2 separate regions of the Triticum aestivum genome follow, and region 2 is linked to region 1. The links are chromatin contacts, called in public Hi-C maps. All regions are on one chromosome and are shown on one strand. The core of a region is the stretch at or near the end of the contact, and the rest is flanking DNA. Distances in the headings are between cores, read along the strand shown. Region 1 holds the start of LOC123190178 (protein NARROW LEAF 1). Region 2 has its middle 55 kb from the start of LOC123190178.

Region 1 (3,482 bases), core at 348-2,847:
AGATGTGATGGACAGGAGAAGCTATGGCCCTAAAAATGAGAACAAACAAGTCTGAGAACATAATCTTTCAAGGTAAAAATGTCAGGAGACACTGGACAAATCTAGCAAATGTGTTTGCGCTCTATAACTTGCATCGGACCGGGAAATATATGCTGAAACTAAGAGCATCCAGGTTATTATTATACACAAGAGAATAAACAAGTGCTGGTGGAATAGCCTGATATTCTCGGGGAATAGGTTCTTGCAAGATTGCAACCACGCAAACAAAAGCTGGTAATATCATAAGAGGAATCCTCTGTACGACGAATATGACCCACTATATATGTGTATATTCTTGCTGCGCATCCGCCGCAGAACCAAGCAGGCAATATCATAAGATGGTGGAATCTGCAAAAGCCAGAGGGCGAAGGAAGTCTCCATCCGTTTGTTCGCGAAAGGCATGGCACAAATTCTGCCTTTAAACAGCGGGAATGGGCATAAATCCACATCACAACTACTTGTGATGATAACAAAAATACCGGCGCAAAAAGGGTAGGGCCTAGACGCAAATTCAGCAGGCGGCACCGCGGGTGAAGTTTGGCAAAGGCATCGTGCACTTTGTTGAAAGAGAAAAGGCATAATCAAAATCAGAAGCAACCCGCCGACCAGAAATCGGGGGGAACAAACAGCAAGCGCTCTCTCCTTGTTCCAGCCAATAGCAGGCCTGAAATCGGTTTTGCTGGAGCAATGCAACTTTAACCTGAAGCTGAAGGCACGCGAGCTGGATTGGTGCTGGTTGCTTGTAGGAGGAACAGAGCGGCAACGGAAGTCCCCTGGTGATGAGTCTTGGGAGGCCGAGCTGCTAAGCTTTCCGTGGCATTTGGCCCCGGAAGCGCGGCCCGCAAGGGAGGCGGAAGGAAATAAGAAGAGGAACACCTGAAGCTGTTGCTGTGCAGGCATCAGGAAATTCCCATGGCACTGGTAGGGAGCAACAACCTGGTATTACCAGATTGGCAATCCAACCACCAGAGGGACAAGCAGCCCCGCCTAGGAATGGAAACCACGGGCCGCGAGGAAAAAGGGATACGAGGGACAGAAAAAGAAACCGGGCAAATCGAGGAAGACGGCGCAAAGATCCTGCCGCCCCGGGGGCCAGCGAAAGATCCGGCCATCCGGCCTTCGGGTAGGACTCCGGGCAGGGGAGGGAGGGAGGGGTCGGAGCCGCTCACCTGGAGCCGGAGCAATGGCCGCGGCCTCGCGCCTCGTCCTCCCCTCCTATCTTCTTCTCCTCCCCGCGCGGGTATCCATAATTGGGGGCGGGGAGGCGGGAATCTCCACTGTTATTAGGGGCGAGGCGAGGCCCGGGGGCAGAAGATGACAGCTTTGCAGTCGCAGGCGGCGTCCCTCCCCTGCCCAGCCCCCCCTCTCACTGTTGGGGCCGTGTGCGCGGCAGCAGCGGCATGCGTGCGCCGCACAAACACCACAAGAAGAGGCTAGAGAGAGAGAGGAATGGGGAGGAGGCGCTGGGAATCTAGGGGCGGGGAGCTCGATCAGCAGCTAGCCGGTGGTGGTGATCATGGCGTGGCGTGGTGGTCACAGATTGGGGTGCGGTGAACAACAACTTCACTGTGGCGCCGTGTGATGTGTCGATCCGTGTGTCGAGCCGGGGCCTGTGGCCGCATAGTCGTCCGTGTCGCGCGGTGCAACGGACGGCCCGGATGGGTCGCGGCCGGGGCGAGGGGACGTGGCCCGCTCCTGGCCGCTCGATCCTGGGGGGTTTCGGCCTCCTTTGAACAAGGTGCACTTTTGGCCGTGTCATGTCACATATATTATCGACAATGACAATATGAAAGTGATAGGGAAAATGAAGATTAATGGAGTTGACCCGTCGTAGAGGGTCGGATGTAAACACATTTTTCTAACATGTATTTGGGATAACAATTAATAAGATTTAAACGCAAGAGTACTGGACTAAGGCCCAATTCTTTTGGTGGCTTCTAAAGTACTAAGCGGCCCTTGCAAGCTTATTTCATAAGCCGTCCCCAAAGAACCAGACCTAAGAAATTGAACTTGATATGTAACTATCCAAATTTGATGCGGTCTTAAAAATACTATGTCTCCGCTCAAATTTTCCAATGCAAATATGTTATTTTACTGAGTGACTATAGCTCAATCTCGTAGTTGGATTGGATGGTTAAGAACAATTCTTTCTTGGTAGCTTGAATATTTGATCAAATGTTATTTGATAATCTAGGCTCCCAAATGATTGCCACATCACAAGTGAAGGAAATATGCTATTTTTTGTAAGTTTGTCGCAATTGCTATTTTTGTGGACCAGAAATAGTAACATTTATATGAGCCAGAAATAGTAACATTTATGTGGGTCGAGACAAAAGAGATAGTAACAAGTGGCCTGATCATTTTTTTGCTTTATGGTGTGGTGCCATATTTATGGTGTCTAGCTCATGAAAAGTCCCTATGTTCTATTCTATAGCTTCATCAAATAAAAGTGAAAAAGGACACATGCATACTATTCTGGCACTATAGAACAATTTCATAGCAATGTAAAACATTAAACACTCCCAATACTGGGTTTTATGCATGTTCTAGTAAAAAGGGTGAAAGTGCATCTAATCCCCAAGGGGAATTTTGGTAATTTATATCAAGATATCTCAAAGAACTAATGCTAGTTTAAAGTATACTTCATCCGTTCCAAAATATAAGTCTTTTTATAGATTTTAACAAGTGACTACATATGGAGCAAAATAAATGAATCTATACTCTAAAATATGTCTACATACATCCGTATGTTGTAGTCCATTTGAAATGTCTAAAAAAACTTATATTTAGGAACGAAGGGAGTATTTCAGAAAACAACAGGAATAGCGTTGGAATGGAAGGTGATCACTAAAAATGCTTAAAGACAATTGTTGGACAAGCCAAAGGATTCTTCTTTTTTCCGTGATCCAATATCGCATTGAGTATATAGGCATGACGATACTATCAAAATGGGATGAGGACTTGTGAGCCTTTTGCTCCATGTGCTTAGAGATCAAACTCCTTCAAGTTTTCGACTATATCTCCTAATGACATGCAACTCGATGATGCCAAAGCACTTCCACTCGAAACCACCATACCATCCAGATATAGTCGTTGTTCCAAACCCTATTTCAATCGACGCCTCAAGCATCCCATTCAGAGCCACCGAAGAAACCTCATAAACCTTCTATTGTCACGTCAGAAATTCTGAGCCATTCTAGTTGAAACTTTTGAAGTGCTGACAATGAGTGTACCACCACTGAGGTACTCACTTCAGAACCACTGATTGATTTCCATTCAAACCTATCGATGCATATGAAACTTTTCACTTCTGAGCCATCGAGCAACACCAATCGGAGTCTCTGAGTTGTGCAAAAAGGTGAGTAATGGTCAGATTCTTGGCCCGGTTTATATATACCCCTAGCTATCCTACTAGCTCATCTCGAAGCAAACTCCACTTCCAT
Region 2 (3,482 bases), core at 439-2,938, 55 kb after region 1:
TACCAGCGAGATATATACACCTCTTCCCTCTTGCTTTCACCCGAAACGGCGAAGAGAAACGACGTACGTGTCTGCCGCCAGACTTGAACCGCAAGCGGCCATCCCCGACCTGAAACCGCTGGGTACGGCCACGCAAAACGTTCGCAGCTTCTGAACCGGTCCAGTCGGGCCAGCCGGCCAGCGGCGCACGGGTACCGTCGTGCTGGGTATCGGCTCGGCCCCGGCCCTCGTGATGGCCACCCGAGGCCCGAAGGCGATCAGAGGCGTGCAGCTTCCCTGTAGCCAGACAGCGGCCGGACGCTGCCGCCGCTGCGCGGCATGGCACCCACATCTCCCCCTTCCTCGCCGGCCGGCTGCGCACGGCGCCGGCGCCTCCACGGAAACGACGCAGGTAGACTGACAGGCCGAAGCGGGCGGGTTCGCCCGAAACTCACATGTCAGTGATGCTCTGCTTCGTACGTGCGTGAGAGAGGAGACATAGAGTTAAGGATTCTTCTGCTAGCTAGCTGCTCAGTGTGTGTGCGTTTGAAATTAAGAGTCACCCAGGGCATTTCTAACCGATCCTTTATAATCGGTTCGAAATTAAGAGTGACCGAGGGCATTTCTAATCAATCACTTATAATCGGTTAAAGAAATAAAAATATGATTTTTCGGCACCGAGACGATCCCCAATCCATCATAAGGGAGTATATTTTTTTACTTCATCCCTAAGTTTTTGCATATATTTACTCCGTCTGAAGGCGGCCGAGTATAAATTTTCTTCACGCAAAGATCTCCTCATGGCCGGCCGGCGACTCACGTGAAGCTCCCATGGCCTCCCGGCGACCCTTGCACGTACTACTACCGGAACTGCCACTAAATGTTGTTGCTGCTGTGCGTTGCTGTTGTGTGTTGTTGCTGCTGCTTGCCGCTGCCGGTGTGTGCTGTTGTTGCTGTTGCTCGCCGCCGTTGGTGCGTGTTGCTACTCCTTCCCGTTGCGTGCTGCTGCTGCTCGCTGCCGCCGGTGCGTGTTGTTGTTGCTTGCCGCCGGTGCATGCTCGCCGTTGCTCCTCCCTGCTGTGTGCTGCTACTGCTGCTGCTTGCCGCTGCTCCTCCCTGCTGTGTGTTGCTACTGCTGCTACTCGCCACCACCGGTGCGTGCTGCTGTTGTTGCTCCTCCCAGTTGCGTGTTGTTGCTGCTTGCCGCCGGTGCATGCTCGCCGTTGCTCCTCCCTGCCGCGTGCTGCTACTACTGCTGCTTGCCACTGCTCCTCCCCACTGTGTGCTGCTACTGCTGCTACTCGCCGCCGTCGCTGCGTGCTGCTGCTATTGCTCCTCCCAGTTGTGTGTCTTTGCTGCTGCTGCTCGGTGCTCGCTACCGACATGGTCACGTGGTTGCCACTCGCCACGAAGGTGCATAGCAAGTGTTCGACGAAATGTATGAACGAAATTTAAATTTACTCCATTATGTATAGGGTGGTCGCCGGTCGGCTAGCTCCAACCAAAACTCTACGAAGGTTTATTTCTTTATTTTTTAAGAGATCGGTTAGAAATGTCCTGAGTGGCCGGGCAGTGGAAGGATATGATAGACGGAACGCGAGGGAGTAGTGGAGTTTTCTGTCCATGGACAGAGGTACGCGTACGTAGGTACGGGCTTGGGAGAAGAGACGAGGGCGGTGCAGGGCAGGCCGTACGCCACAGTCAGCTGCACCTGCCTGCCTCCTCCGTCTTTGTTTGACGCCCCCAACCCCGTGAAAGGGCATCACGCACGCAACAGTACTCCAATCCTCTTCGGGAGGCCACGACCCATCTCGTCCGATCGGGAACAAGCGAACGGGATTGGCTGCCCGGAGCCCGCGAGCTAGTCACTAGTGAGTGTCCACTATAAATCTTTTTTTTTTCCCTGAGGCTGGTTGTAATGAGGAGTATCATATACTAGTATCATGATACTAGTCTATGATACTACATCCCTAATGCATAGTATCATATGTTGGTATCATAGATGACTATATTTATTACCATGCAACACAAAATAGCACATCATTTAATATGATACGGTATCATGATATGACACTCAAGCCTCTCTTCCTTTATTTAATTCTATGCCACCTCATCAAAACTGCTTAGTTGACATGCATACTACGTGCACTGTACTTGGAAATATTGGTGGCTGCATGTATGGGCGTGCCGGAAGAAAGGACAGCCTAGTGGGGGACCGGGGTAATTCCACATTTACAACAGTAACAATGCCACGTCAGATTCCAAGCGTCTTTGGATACATGTGGCATTACTTGTCCCGTCAACTTTATTTCTTCCATCATGCAAAATAAACTTTATTTTTTTTCCATTTCAATCAAAATAATTTATTTATTCTCTTTCTTGGTCGCCTCTTCAAAATTCGCTTCCGCGGCAGCATTCCCGCTCTCCTACCTCCATCTTCCTGAACCCCTTAACCTAATGCACATCCGTAACTCATCGCCTCTCTCAGCGAAAAAAATGAGCCAAGAGAGTCCAATCTTCTAGCGCCGTTCTCCGGCGACTCCCCTTCACCGGCAACCTCGGTCGTCGGTGGTGAGGGGGGCGCCGGATCCACGTGTGTGGATCATTTTTTACTCTCTCGTAGTCTAGGTTTTAGGCTGTTCATCGTCTTGGCTTCGGCGACGACGATGACAACGCTGAATAAAGATAGTTTCCTCCTTCGGTGACTTAGTCGTGGTGGGATGCCAGATCTGGAGTTTGACGGTGTGTCCGGGGTGTTGCCCCGGTCTGATTCATTCAACGACAAGGGTTTACTTTTGGTGAGCCACCTTGGAGGTCCGCAAAGCTGTATATCATCGATGGAGACGCGTAGCTCGAGTGAGGAGGTGATCCGTCATTCTTTTCTTCGGTGGCTGCTATGGTGGTGCCGGAGGCAGGTGACGGGTGTTGGTGTCAAGCTCAGAAATGTTCTGCTATCTTTTTAGTTTTGTCATGTCGGTCCTTACGTAACTTGTACTTTGATGTTTATGATATGAATCAGACACGTATTACGTTAGAAAAAAGTAGTTGTACTTGCTAATATATAAGCCATTTCCGGCTACAAATTGTTGCAATGTACTCTCTTCGGTCCTTTTTAGTCTGCATATAAGTTTTGTCTGAAGTCAAAGCATCTCTACTTTGACCAAACTTATAAAAAAAGTATCACCATTTACAATATCAAATCAATATCGTTAGATTCATTACGAAATGTACTTTCACGGGATATATATTTGGTATGGTAATTGTTGATATTTTTTAAATATATATTTGGTCAAACTTTGTAAAGTTTGACTTGACCAAAACCTAATATGCGGAGTAAAAAGGACCGGAGGGAGTAGTACCATTTTAACGTTCACAGATTAAAATGCAGCCTCCCTCTCCGCTGTGATCTTCCATTCACTCAATCTCTGGGGGATGTTGCCAGCGTGCAAGTTGAAAACTTTGGACTCGTCTTCCTTAATATGCCATCGTATGATGGGTAAGGC

The links. A called contact is a pair of places that touch in the nucleus more often than the background predicts.
Region 2: a contact with region 1 is called in a Hi-C map of leaf, with 2.9 times the contacts expected there. The contact joins the enhancer-like site here to the promoter of LOC123190178 in region 1. A contact is called at or near these places in 4 of 5 Hi-C or Micro-C datasets (leaf, root and an unstated tissue).

The regions. Positions count from the first base shown.
Region 1 is chr2A:679,981,346-679,984,827 of IWGSC CS RefSeq v2.1, forward strand. It overlaps LOC123190178 (protein NARROW LEAF 1), which reads right to left and starts at 1,598. Exons shown (of 6, transcript XM_044602776.1): 1 at 1,209-1,598; 2 at 1-29.
Region 2 is chr2A:680,035,808-680,039,289 of IWGSC CS RefSeq v2.1, forward strand. No RefSeq gene overlaps it. Among protein-coding and RNA genes, the nearest start is that of LOC123190178, 55 kb to the left of the region's middle. Within about 2 kb of position 1,689, at least 5 of the 8 cell types and tissues checked have an H3K27ac peak or open chromatin away from gene starts, as enhancers often do.